Regions from separate parts of the Muntiacus reevesi genome. Here region 2 is linked to region 1. Evidence: chromatin contacts called from public Hi-C data. All regions are on one chromosome and are shown on one strand. The core of a region is the stretch at or near the end of the contact, and the rest is flanking DNA. Distances in the headings are between cores, read along the strand shown. Region 1 holds the start of NUDCD3 (NudC domain containing 3). Region 2 holds the start of C6H7orf25 (chromosome 6 C7orf25 homolog).

Region 1 (6,536 bases), core at 2,085-4,584:
CACAGTGTCAAGGGTGCCTGCAGTCACCATAGCTTGTCGCTGTCACGCTGACCCTGACCACCTGGCTGAGGTTGTGTCGGCCAGGCGTCTCCTCTGTACACTTGTGCCTGTTTGCATACTGCACTCTTCGGAGGGAAGTTGCTACGCACAGCCCACACTTAAGGGTGAGTGGTTATGCTCTACTTTCCGGAGGGTGGAGTGTTTGCATAAATTATTTGGAACTCTTCTGAACAGGAAAATTGTTCTCCTCCATTTGTTATTTATTCAGTATGCTATCTTTATCAGTATGGAACCAAGGATGCTCAGTTTTTACTTTGGGTTTTGATATAGTGACTATTTGTTCCACATTTGGCCATTGGGAAGTCTTCCAGTTGGCTCCTAGGTCCCTTTGACATATTCCCTTCACTGTGGGTTTTTTCCTCTCTTTGTGAGCACTTCCGTACTTCCTGGCATTATAAGATGGTACAGGCTCCACTTATATATTCCTGTCCTAGTCCTAGAGTCAGCCATTTCTCTCAGGAGTTCCAGCCCTTCATCTGGAGATAAGTTTAGAAATCAGGATCTGGGTGTTCAGTGTGTGTTGCTGCTGGGGCTTTGTTGCTTCTGATCCTCTCAGCTGAGAGAGCAAGGGCATACATATGTGAATACTGACCTGTATATGTACACATTTCTAGGAATATTTCTATGAAAAGCAATCTGTATCTACACTAAAAAGGAGTTTATGCTGATGCCTCCAGTTCTAACCCATAACCACATGAATCATTCTAGACTCCTTTCTTGCTTCTCTGGAGCCTCTCATGCCACTAAAGAGAAGCCGGGCTCCACCACCCTCACCATTTACTTAGTTGTTGATTACCTTTACGCATATGGAGGAGTCTCAGAAATGATAACCTACAGTCCTGTGGACAACAACTTTAGAATTTAGTGTTTACGTGCAATTCCTTTTGCCTTTAGTCTTACAGACACCATTCCTTTCCAGAGTTACGTGGGTTAGCATCTTTCAGATGGGGTCAGTATCCCTTTCAGAGAAGCTGCTTTATACATTTAAAAAATATTTATTTATTTATTTTTGGCTGAGCTAGGTTTTTGTTGCCGCCTTCAGGCTTTCTCTAGTTGCAGAGATCTGGGGCTACTCTTTAGTTGTGATGCATGGGTTTCTCATTGCAGCGGCTTCTGTTGTTGTAGAGCACAGACTCTAAGTGCATGGGTTCAGTAGTTGTGGGGTACAGGTTTATTTGTTCTGCAGCATGTGCAATATTCCCAGACCAGGCATTGAACTCGTTTCTCCTGCATTGGCAGGATTCTTGACCCCTGGACCACCAGGGAAGCCCTTATACATTTTAAATATAGTTAGACTCTTGCATCACATTCTTTATTCCATTCTGATTTTACAAAATCACATGTGTAAAAGTTTATTGGGGGTATTCAGAACATGATCCCTGGTTGACCCTCTAGCTAGACCCAGGCAATGGGAGACTCCTCACCCTTTCCTCTGTGCTTGTAACGTATGCTCTGCCTACCATTCCCACAGCAAGAGTTGTTTTCAACAACATCTTCCTCTCAATACCTTGAGAGGGGAAGATGTTTCTGAGCCCATCTGGACAGTGTACGTGATTGAACCCAGTTAAGGTGTCTGTATAAATGTTTACGATTCTGGCAAAGTGGACATGAAAATATACTGGTCTTGGGGCTGCCCAGGACAAGTCTTATAACTTTCCTTGCTTATTAAACCTCCTACCTACCAGTCTGAAGTGGTCTGCCTCTTTCTTCCATCTCTCCTTGCTCTGTGTATACAGAGAATAGATTGTGAGCAAAGATTCACTCAAAGTATTAGGACAGACCAACATATATTAATGTGACAAAGTAGGAGACATTTATTGATACAATTTCAGATTTCACAGTGCAACTAATCTTTAAGAAAGTACAATTTGTTGAATGTTGGTGTAGTTTCCAAGAATAATACTCACATTTACTTGAAAAGGCAATTAAACTGCTATTTGTATAAGACTGGGTTTCTCATACTTCAGTCAAAACACCATACTGCAATACAGTGAACGCAGCAGATGTGAGAATCTGGCTGTCTTCAATTCAATTAAGCTAGATAGTAAAGAGATTTGCAAAAGTTTAAAAGGATGCTTTGTTTCTCATAAACTTTTTTTTTCTCATAAACTTTTACTGCTCTGAAGAATATTATTTCTTTACAAAAATATGTTAACATGTTTTTATGGTTATTAAAATACATAAATAAATATTTAAACATTTTCTGTTTTTATGTCCAATATGGTAACTATCAATAAACATAATACACATAAAATTTATGGAAGACTCCAAAGAGTCTTTGATATATTTTTAACAATGAAAATGGGTCTTTTTTTTTTTTTTTTTCTCCTTTTGGCCATGGCCACACTTGTGGGATCTTAGTTCCTGGACCAGGGATTGAACTTGGGCACTCTGATGTGAGAGTGCAGAGTCCTAACCACTGGGCCCTCAGGGAATCACCTGTAAATAAGTCCTAAGTCCAAAAAGTTTCAGAACGCTGCTCTACAGCAGTTTATCTGAGTTTGACTTTGTTCACAATCCATTAGAGTTCATACACTATTAAAATACATGTTAACTTGTAGGTTTCAGGCCAGTAGCTATGCAAATCATTTCTATCCACTAGGAAAGACAATCTACATCATTTTATAGGATACCAGCCAGCTTTGTATCCAATCTAGACATCTTACTCTGTTTTCTGAAAGAGTTATAAATACCCACTTTCTCGAAAAGCTTCTCCAAACTAGCTTTATCATATCATTGGCTACTGTTAATTAAAATGTGTAAATCTCTGACGTGTTCATTATATATTTGAGTAAGTGTTTATGTTTTGAGTTTCAGATTATGCTTTGACAGACCTTTAGAACACGTACACATTCTGTCTGTGTATATATATACGAGGCGTACACATGTATATACTATACACACATATATATACGTATATGTATATTTTACAGCACGGCACACCGGATTCTCTTTTCTGCATCTAGCTCTTTCCATTTAATCCTGGTACATGCACTCACTTGACAATCTTGTCTTCTTTTATTTATGCATATCACCTTGCATTTCACCCACGACTACGTTAGTAACGGGAAACACACCAACAAAAAGGTCGCATTTTCCTCTTTGGACTCGCAAGCAAAAGGTTCTCGCTGTCCCGCCTTGTTTCAGGACGTCCAGTCTGGAACACAGCCCACAAACCACGTGACAACAGCATGGCTCACGTAACAGTTGTTGTCGGCGCTACAACTCTTCCGCCAGTTTCCAACATGGCCACTAGGCGCCCTCAATGCCGCAGCCCCGGGCCCTTTTGCTCTTCGGGGGCCCACTTCTGCTCCTCTGCGAGACCGCCCCAGAAGCCCGGGGGCAGTAGGGGAGGTGCCCGGGTCCAGTCGGCTCCGGCGCAGTCCAGCCCAGCTCCACCGCGGGGGCGAACAAACGCGGACCGGAAGTTTCCCGGGCGCGCCAGCGGCCGGGCCGTTACTGCAGAGCACCGGAAGTGGCCTTAGGCCGGCGTCCGGGCCGCGCCCGCAGTGAGTGAGCTTTCCTCCGGCCGGCGACGCCATGGAGCCTGGGGCGGCCGAGCTGTACGATCAGGCCCTGCTGGGCATCTTGCAGCACGTGGGCAACGTTCAGGACTTTCTGCGTGTGCTCTTCGGCTTCCTCTACCGCAAAACGGACTTCTACCGCCTGCTGCGCCACCCGTCGGACCGCATGGGCTTTCCCCCGGGGGCCGCGCAGGCGCTGGTGCTGCAGGTAACGCGCGGCGGGCGGGAAGCTTGGGGTGAGGTGGGGGAAGATCGTGGGAGCCCCGACCCCCGCAAGCCCGCTCCGGTAGTCCCCGACCCTCTGGGAGCTCAGGCTCCTGCGAGCCCACCGCTTCTTTCGCTGCCGACCTCAGTTCATGCTCTGGCGCTTCCCCGGACCCGCCTCCTGCGGCCGCGGCTTCTGCGGAGATGCTGGTCTGGTATCAGTTTACTCCTGTGAGAGGTGCCGGCTCTAGAGCAGCCTGGTCCGATAGGGTGCATTTGGATACTAGAAGCTCAGGACCCCGGTCACCTCCAGCAGCGCGTAACTCTTCGAGTGACAGGGCCGGCCAGTCAGTGAATGAAAACAATGCAGGCTAGGCTGGGGAATGGGCGGCTGTAGCACGGACACCTGCACACCCCAGAACTACGACTGCTGGACGAGGGGGAGGCTGTGTGATGGGTGTGGTTCTTTTATTTGAAATGTGACTTTTCACGTCAAAGACAGTCATAGTATAATACTACTTAATAAGTTTACATATGAGCGTATAACTGTGCATCCCAGGTTAAGCTTATGTTGGAGGCTATCATTCACTGAACTTGACGGGGTATTTGAAATGTAATAAGCAAGAGTTCACACATTCAGCCACCGCAGGCATTGGAGATACACTGGTTATGCGGATGGTTAAATAATGGTTTCTCTGCTTGGGACACTTACGCTATATTTAAAGAGATGAAATACAGTAACAGGGACCTTTGCCTGTTATCTGACAGAACCATTGGAAGGAAAGGAATAGAAATGATCTTTTGGAAATGAAGACAAGTTTTGTAGAGGAGGTGGAATTTTGATGGGATCGAAAGAGCCTACTTAGTCAAGCATTGAGCCAGGAACCTGAGAAGGTAGAAATTCTAGTGATACCTCTCACTGTCGTCTAGCACTGTACAGTTTATGAAGTGATTTCAAAAGGTTCATCTCGTGAAGTCTTGCTACTAGCTTCAGGTTGGTCCGATATTACTTTCCTTAGTGCCTGCATGAAGAAACAAAAGCTTAAAATGTTTGAATAACTACCGGAGATAATATGGTCAAATGAGGAGTGAGGTTGGTATTCAGTTGAAAACTTAAGGCTGTTGCTCATCCTTGTAGTGGTTAAGTACCATCCAAGTGATCAGAGAGCTGTGTGTCAGAGATGGTTTTTAGCAAATCCTTTGGCAAATTAATAATTTCACGGAAGCTTGTGAAATAGATAAGGTTGAATTTTATGTGGCAGATGAGGGTGCCAGTTCAGCAGATCAGGTGGTTTGATTTGACCAAACTCATCATAGAGCTATAGCTCAAAACTTCATTTTTCCGATTCCATATTTTTCTGTTCTATTATTTAACCAGTCCATTGTAGAGTGGCAACACTTTCATCTAGGGTGATCTTTTGCAGAAAAAAGAAAGGAACATTTACTGAGCACCTAGTATGTACTAATTGTTATGTAATTTTTTATCGAGGTTGTCATTTGTTCCTAACAACCGAAAAGGTTGATCTTTCTCCTTGTTTTACAGGTGAACTGACAGAGGTAATGAATCTGGTAACAGTATGTAAGGGTAACAGTATGTAAGACACCTACTATGTTTTAGACACTCTCAAAGGTTAACACTTGGTGAACAGTTTAGTAAAGTGGAGGTGGGGAACAAGGCAAAGAGAGGGGTGGGATGGGCCAGAGGTGACCCAAGATTTCAGACCAGGGCACAGTAATAATGGTAATGCATTCACTGAACTGTCACCTGAATTTAGGGGAAGAAGCTTAGTTTTAGACAAGTTGAATTGGAGATTGCAGACAGAAGTCTCTGTCCATAGGCTGTTGAATTGTGGGACTGAAGCTCACGGGAGGTAGAAGAATCTGAGTGGTTTAAAGGAGAGGAGCTGAAGGTGGAGGAGCAGGGCAGAGAGAAGGTGCCTTTGGAGGTAAGAACCCCAGAGAAGGAATTGGAGAAGCTAGAGGCTGTGGGAGTGGGAGGGGGATGGAGGGAAGTGGGCAGGGCAGAGAGAAGGTGCCTTTGGAGGTAAGAACCCCAGAGAAGGAATTGGAGAAGCAAGAGGCTGTGGGAGTGGGAGGGGGATGGAGGGAAGTGGGCAGGGCAGTAAATTCCATGGAAACCAAGAGGGACAATTTCTGGCAGGTAGTTAAGAGGAGTGTAGTGTTTTCTGAAAGTGGTTCTCAGTCATCAGCATTGCTCAAGGAACTTTAAAAGAGCAGATATCCCCTGGTTATTTTGGTTGAGTTCAGTTCAGTTCAGTCACTCAGTCGTGTCTGACTCTTTGTGACCCCATGAACTGCAGCACGCCAGGCCTCCCTGTCCATCACCAACTCCTGGAGTCCACCCAAAACCAAGTCCATTAAGTTGGTGATGCCACAATCATCTCATCCTCTGTCATCCCCTTCTCCTCCTACCCTCAATCTTTCCCAGCATCAGGGTCTTCTCAAATGAGTCAGCTCTTTGCATCAGGTGGCCAAAGTATTGGAGTTTCAGCTTCAACATCAGTCCTTCCAGTGAACACCCAGGACTGATCTCCTCTAGGATGAACTGGTTGGATCTCCTTGCAGTCCAAGGGACTCTCAAGAGTCTTCTCTAACACCCTAGTTCAAAAGCATCAATTCTTTGGCGCTCAGCTTTCTTTATAGTCCAACTCTCACATCCTTACATGACCACTGGAGAAACCATAGCCTTGACTAGGCAGTTGAGTAGATAAATCCTGGGGAGCTGTT
Region 2 (7,064 bases), core at 1,513-4,012, 1.2 Mb after region 1:
TCTTGCCTGGAGAATCTCAAGGATAGGAGCCTGGCATGCTATTGTACATGGGGTCGCAAAGGGTTGGAAACGCCTGAAGTGATTTAGCAAGCAAGTATACTGTGATTGCTTTTCCTCACTTTTGCTTTGTTTTTTTCTGTGGCTCACTAATTCTTACCAGTTCCCTCCCAACAGGATTGTAAAACCCTCTTCAGTCTGTTTTCCTCTTGGTCAGATATCAGGTAATCTTAACAGTTCTCAGCCTGCCTTTCACACCATTCCAAGGAAGAACCCTCTCTTCCTGCTCTATTCTAAGCTAGTTGCATGTTGAAACTATTCTGTTTCTTGCTTCACTTCAGTCGCTCAGTTGTGTCCAACTCTGCGACCCCATGGACTGCAGCATACCAGGCTTCCCTGTCCATCACCCACTCCCGAAGCTTGCTCAAACTCGTCCATCGAGTTGGAGACGCCATCCAACCATCTCATCCTCTTCCCCTTTTCTTGATTGCCTGGGTTTAAAAATTTTAGACTAGAAAGAATTGTCTTCACATTGAGTCTCTTATTAATTGAATACTGGACCCTTTTGTTTTCACTGTATTTTTCACCTGTTTTTAAAATTCTACTTTTTAGTAGACTTTTCTACATTTAGTAGACACTTCCTGCTTTTCTATTGATGTTTTTAAGATTTGGGATAGCATTTTTAATTTTGAAGAACTCTACTATACTCCATTATCTCCCCTTTAGGAAAAAATTCTCTTGATTCATGGTTAAAATACCTTTTATCTGAGTGAAAGTGTTAGTCACTTCAGTCATGTGCCACTCTTTGCACCCCCTGGACTGTAGCCTGCCAGGCTCTTCTGTCCATGGAATTCTCCAGGCAAGAATACTGGAGTAGATAGCCATTCCCTTCTCCAGGGGATCTTCCCACCCCAGGGATCAAACCCAGGTCTCCGGAATTGCAGGCAGATTCTTTACCATCTGAGCCACCTGAGGATGTTAGTTTAAAGATATTTAAAAACAAAACATTTGTTCTGCTTTCTGTTTCCTTTAGATTCTAAACAAAAATGTTTGAAAGTGCTGTTTGTGAGTCCCAAACCTGCTTACTGTGCTGTGATTAGTTGCTCAATCATGTCTGACTCATTGCCACCGTCACTCACCACTCTGTCCATGGGGTTCTTCAGGCGAGAATAGTGTGGGTTGCCATCCCTCCAGGGCATCTTCCCAACCCAGGAATCAAACCAAGGTCTCCTGCTTTGCAGGTGGATTCTTTACTGTCTGAGCCATCAACTGGGGGATGCCAAATATCACCTATAAATCATTTCTCTGGTCTTTCATGTGCTCTGTGACTCCAGAGAAAAGCAGGGTTTAGGGGAGAGGGTGATGAGGGGAGTGAGACAGGAGTGCCTTTGTTTTGTGAGGGGCAGAAAAGGGGCCAACAGCATTTTACTATTCAGGATAGTAACTTGCATTCTTCATAATGTGTCAGGAACCTTTCTAATCCCCTATCTTCAACATCTTAAATGCTACACTTCTGCCTGGGGAAGGATGGGTAACAGTCCCAGCTTCACAGGACTGGAGAGAGGACTTATGTGTCTGTTGGATATACAACATAAGCAATGCCCATTTCTAGTCCTGCCTCAACTACTCCCCTGGCATCCAGAACCTTTTGGGAGTTCTGCTTTGTCAATCACTTGATGCAGTTTTGTCTCTGCTAACTACTCCATCCACGGAGAGGCTTCCTTGTTCAAATAACCACTCTCATGCAGATTTAACTCTAAAGTGTATCTTTTAGGCCAAAGGGGTTGAATAAATTAATATGTGAAATGCACTCAGAACAATGCTGGCCATATGTTAAGCATTGAGTAAGTTTCACTGCTCTTGGTCTTCCAAAAAAGTATTGACATGTCTCTTGTGCAGTCTTCTTTTTCTTTCTTTCTTTTTTTTAGCTTTGTAGGTTTGTTTCTTTTTCATTCCTTTAAAGGAGCAGGCAGGCATAGGATAAAATTTAACGTCAAGTTCTCTTTAATTTTTAGAATGAGGCTTTAAGACTTCCCTGGTGGCTCAGACGGTAAAGCGTCTTGCCTATAATGCTGGAGAACTAGGTTCGATCCCTGGGTTGGGAAGATACTCTGGAGAAGGAAATGGCAACTCACTCCAGTACTCTTGCCTGGAAAATCCCATGGACGGAGAGCCTGGTAGGCTACAGTCCATGGGGTCGCAAAGAGTCGGATACAGCTGAGCGACCTCTTTCTACTTTATGGGTGACTCTGAACACTAGCAGGGTTAATGTCAATTTCTCAGCCCTTCAGAAACCACTGACGATTTGTCTTCTTTAGAAAGGCAGAGGATCTGTGTATGACACTATGGTATTCAGAGCCCGTGATGATGCAGTGGCGAGTCATAACTCTCAGCTCCAGTACTTAGCAGCTGCGTAACCTCTGACAAGCCTCTCCAGCCAGTTTTCTGTGAAAATGAGCCAAGCATTTTCTACAACCGTCGTTTGGCACTCTAGGGGTTTGAGCTTGATGGCAAAGCGATGTGCTTGGCCCGAGGAGGGGAGCTGGGCGCTATCGGGAGGTTTTCCCCACCAAAACGCACCGACTCCCGCCCCAGGCAAAGCCTTAACTATTAGATCAAATGCTAGGGTGCGGGTTCAGTCGACCAGGCACCCTGGGGATCGAGCGGTCGGCGGCCAGTGGGAGATGCGCGGTCCTGAAAGTTCTACCCCTGCCCCTTTCCTGGAGCCAGGAAGCCGCGCGTCCCTAGGTTCGCTCCACGCTGGCAGTTAGGAAAAGTCGGTGCCATCAACAAACATGGCCGCCATGCTAGCGTCAGCCCCGCTCTCGAGGCCGCGCTGCCGCCTGGGAATCGCGGACTCGGCGTCACCCGGCGCGGGGCCACGTGACGCGTTAGGCGCCCGAGGCGGTAGGGCTTGCGCAGGCGGAGCAGCAGCGGAGGCCTGAGTTGGGTGGGGACTGCCCGGTGAGGTTGCCCGGTGGGGTTTCCCGGCGGGTCCCGACCTCGCGCGCACGTGGCCCCCTGTTCGCGCTCGTAGTTCTGGGCGCTGCCGGTGAGGAACCGGGGAAGGGGCCAAGGGGAGAGGGAACGGGGCGCCCCTTCTGAGCCTGGGAGGGGACTTAACTGGCCCGGCCCCGCGGGAAGGGTAGTGGGCGTCGGGCCGCCGAGCCCCCTCCGCCCGCGCCACAGACCCCGCCCTGGTCGCGGGTGCTTTTGGAGCCCCAGACTGCCCAGCGGGGCCAGCGTTGCAGGTGGACCCGACAGGGCCGAATGCCCAGGAAGGCCAGGAAGGCCCCACTGATCTCAGGCCCGCTCGCTCGGGCCGCCGCGGGCTGCTCCGTGGAGTTTATTTTCAGGCTTTACTTTTGGAGTGGGAGCTGGAGACAAGTCGGTGGGCTCCTTAGTTCTTTAGAAATAGGCTGGGTTGACGTCACAGGCACGAACAGGCAGTCTTGATTCCTCGGCGCGTGTACCATATGCCCCTGGGAATCACGAGGCAGGAGGTTGAAGGAGAGACAAGTATGAAAAGCTTAGAGTGCTCAATTTAGGAGAGAATCTCCTGTCTTGGAAAATTTATTTTTTTTTTGGACAATTTTTTCACCAGCTAGTCTACGCGGATACTTTAACCATTTTACTTTGACATTCCGAGCTTTCTAAAATTTCTTGACAGCCAAATAGTAAGGCTGCTTATAAGGAAATTTCTTATGTGGCAGGTTGCCAGCCTGCTGCATTTTATCCTTACCTGGGTTATATTGTGGATCCCATGACTTTCAAGCTGAAAAAATGAAACTGTAAAGAGTCTTGAAAACCAAGCGTAGGTAAGGAGTTGGGAAGTATAGCTGTCATCCTTTCCCTAGCCTTCAGAAGAGGAAGTCACTCCAGACACCCAGAATCCCAGGTTCATAGTCTCGGGGCCCCCATAATCTTAGTTGTCCGATTGAAATCTTACAATCCTGAGTGAAAAATTGCTTGTGGTTGGTTTGTTTTGTTTTCATAGGAAAGGAATAATGCTGTCAGCATGTCCGCACACTCCATGCTCTGTGAACGCATCACCATAGCCAAGGAACTGATCAAGAGAGCAGAATCACTTTCCAGATCAAGAAAAGGGGGCATCGAAGGTGGTGCCAAGCTGTGCAGCAAGTTGAAGGCGGAATTAAAATTCTTACAGAAAGTAGAAGCTGGAAAAGTAGCTATGAAGGAGTCCCACTTGCAGAGCACTAACCTGACACACCTCAGAGCCATCGTGGAGTCAGCAGAAAACCTGGAGGAAGTGGTCAGTGTTCTCCATGTCTTCGGTTACACAGACGCCTTTGGAGAAAAGCAGACCCTTGTGGTGGATGTTGTTGCAAATGGTGGTCATACTTGGGTGAAAGCCATTGGCCGCAAGGCTGAAGCTCTGCATAACATTTGGCTGGGCAGGGGCCAGTATGGTGACAAAAGCATTATTGAGCAGGCTGAAGACTTCCTCCAGGCCAGTCACCAGCAGCCCGTGCAGTATAGCAACCCTCACATCATCTTTGCATTTTACAATAGCGTCTCCAGCCCCATGGCTGAGAAGCTGAAAGAAATGGGCATATCAGTGAGGGGGGACATAGTAGCAGTGAACTCTCTGTTAGATCAGCCTGAAGAGCTCCAGCCCAGTGAGAGTGAATCGGATGATGAGGGCCCTGAGCTTTTGCAGGTGACCCGGGTAGACCGAGAAAACATCCTAGCAAGTGTCGCGTTTCCTACAGAAATCAAGGTGGACGTGTGCAAAAGAGTCAACCTGGACATTACTACTTTGATTACCTACGTATCTGCCCTCAGCTATGGAGGCTGCCACTTTATCTTCAAAGAAAAAGTGCTCACGGAACAGGCAGAGCAGGAGAGGAAAGAGCAGGTTCTGCCGCAGCTGGAGGCATTTATGAAGGACAAGGAGTTGTTTGCTTGCGAATCTGCTGTCAAGGATTTTCAGTCTATTCTAGATACCTTAGGAGGACCCGGGGAGAGAGAGCGAGCTGCGATGCTGATTAAGCGAATTAATGTGGTCCCAGACCAGCCTTCTGAGCGTGCCTTGAAACTAGTGGCTAGTTCAAAAATTAACAGCCGCTCATTAACAATTTTTGGGACAGGAGACACCCTGAAAGCCATTACAATGACTGCCAATAGTGGTTTTGTCAGGGCTGCCAACAACCAGGGTGTTAAGTTTAGTGTATTTATCCATCAGCCCAGAGCGCTTACTGAGAGCAAAGAGGCCCTAGCTACCCCCTTACCAAAAGACTGCACAACTGACAACCAACACTAATGATATCCTTTATTGTCATGGAAAATAAGTTATTTATACCCAAGGCTGTGTCTCCCCATCTTAATTGGAAAAAAAAAAATCTGTGGTAAAATTAATACTTAGAACTCTTATTAAATCAGTTGATGGTGTGTCTCATCTATAAAGTAAATAACCTAATGTAGAAAAAGCATAAGAGGCAACCTTATTTATCAAACTGGCTACATTATAATTAGAACAGAAATACATCTCTGCAAGACTTGTAGCTGTACCACAATACTTTGATTTGTTTGATTCAGTAGGGCTCCATCTCCCCTAATGGTAATTGCACCTCTTTGACTGTGGCTACATTGCATCTTGCATTAAATATCGAGCAACCTCTGAAGCTTGTTTTTCATTATATTGATTTAGCATTTGATATGGGTCGAGCCTGGGAATTAATTGTTTACAGATAATTTTAGATTCTAAAATTATGGCCATTATTAACAAAAACTGATTTTTATCTGTTAGGTGCAGTCTGGTGGTTACGTACATTAACATAGAAGGAAACAAAATGAAGTCTGATCACAAGAGTCCTGTGAATCTGAAATGCCATTGTGAAAAGATAGACAGCAATCATACTACTACACACCTAAGATGTTGGAAGATTAAATGTTAATTTGAATATAATGAAAAATATATAAAATAATTCAGATTTTACTTTTAAATATAAATAGCCCCCACATGGCCAGTATTTGGATTATGGATACTATTCTTGTGCAAGTGGCAAGGGATAGCCGAGTTATCTCATTACATCTCTCTCGTGAAATAGCCCCAGGGAGATTTCATGCCTGCTGCATGATACAGTTGTAATTAAAAAGAAAATTTTCATGTCCATATTGCGCTAGGTGTTTTATTAATGTGCAGCAAAAACAAATTAGCAAAGTAGATAATGTATTTACATTTTAAAAATTGGGACTTGAGTCTTAAAGCTGAGGTATTAACTTGTGCTGAGTGTAGGAACCACTGTTAAGATTTTGTGCTTTCACAGCCTGGCCTTTTCTACTGTGCCAACCCCTATTTTGTGAGTAAACTTGTTTCAGGTCACAATGTTGAGTAGGTGAAATTTGATTGTCAGGGCCTGTGACAATGGAAGTGAAATGCAAAATTAAGAGTATGGGGTGTTTCTCTGGGGAGAGAATTTATTACTAAATGCATTTCCCAGAGGGAAATGGCTGTGTTTGGGACTCCAATTTAGTGTAGAGGTAGATTTAACTCATTGCAACAGAAATTATCTAGGGTTAGAAACTGAACTTAGGCCTTCTCAAGCACCTTTTAAAGTCCTAAAGTATTGATCCTTGGTACTATTAAGTACCTAGCGTTATAACAGTTATTGGTACAAAAGATGAATAATTACTCTTTGCTCTAAGGAGTTCTTAGTCTGGACTGGAGGTGAACAATTGAAGTATAATTAATGTGCTGAATTTTTGTAAAGAATTATGTTTAAAATACTGTGGAAACAATAAGGGAGTAATTCTTGATGTGGGGGACAGGACGTCAGAGAGGAAGTAACCTCTGAGGGGTTTGGGTGTGAGATTTGACAAGAAGTATACAGGCATGGATGGGAAAGGTACAGAAGTCTGACTTAGGTTCTGTCCAGAGTCCAGGCATGTGGACACTATAAAACTGGAGGTGAAGCTAGAAAAGCAGGCAAAGTTCTCTGAAGAGTTTGGCATTAGAGAGCCGTTGGTGATTTTTAAGATCTGGTCATGATCAAATCCCTCAGGAAAACAACAAAAACTTGTAGTGTGGAGGCATAATTAAACGA

Evidence for each region. A called contact is a pair of places that touch in the nucleus more often than the background predicts.
Region 2: a Hi-C map of blood shows a contact between it and region 1, with 3 times the contacts expected there. The contact joins the promoter of C6H7orf25 here to the promoter of NUDCD3 in region 1. A contact is called at or near these places in 2 of 3 Hi-C or Micro-C datasets (blood and muscle).

Annotation. Positions count from the first base shown.
Region 1 is chr6:72,952,218-72,958,753 of mMunRee1.1, forward strand. It overlaps NUDCD3 (NudC domain containing 3), which reads left to right and starts at 3,335. Exons shown (of 6, transcript XM_065938636.1): 1 at 3,335-3,792. The coding sequence starts at 3,601.
Region 2 is chr6:74,127,238-74,134,301 of mMunRee1.1, forward strand. It overlaps C6H7orf25 (chromosome 6 C7orf25 homolog), which reads left to right and starts at 2,763. Exons shown (of 2, transcript XM_065939703.1): 1 at 2,763-3,049; 2 at 3,995-7,064. The coding sequence starts at 4,016. The coding sequence ends at 5,281.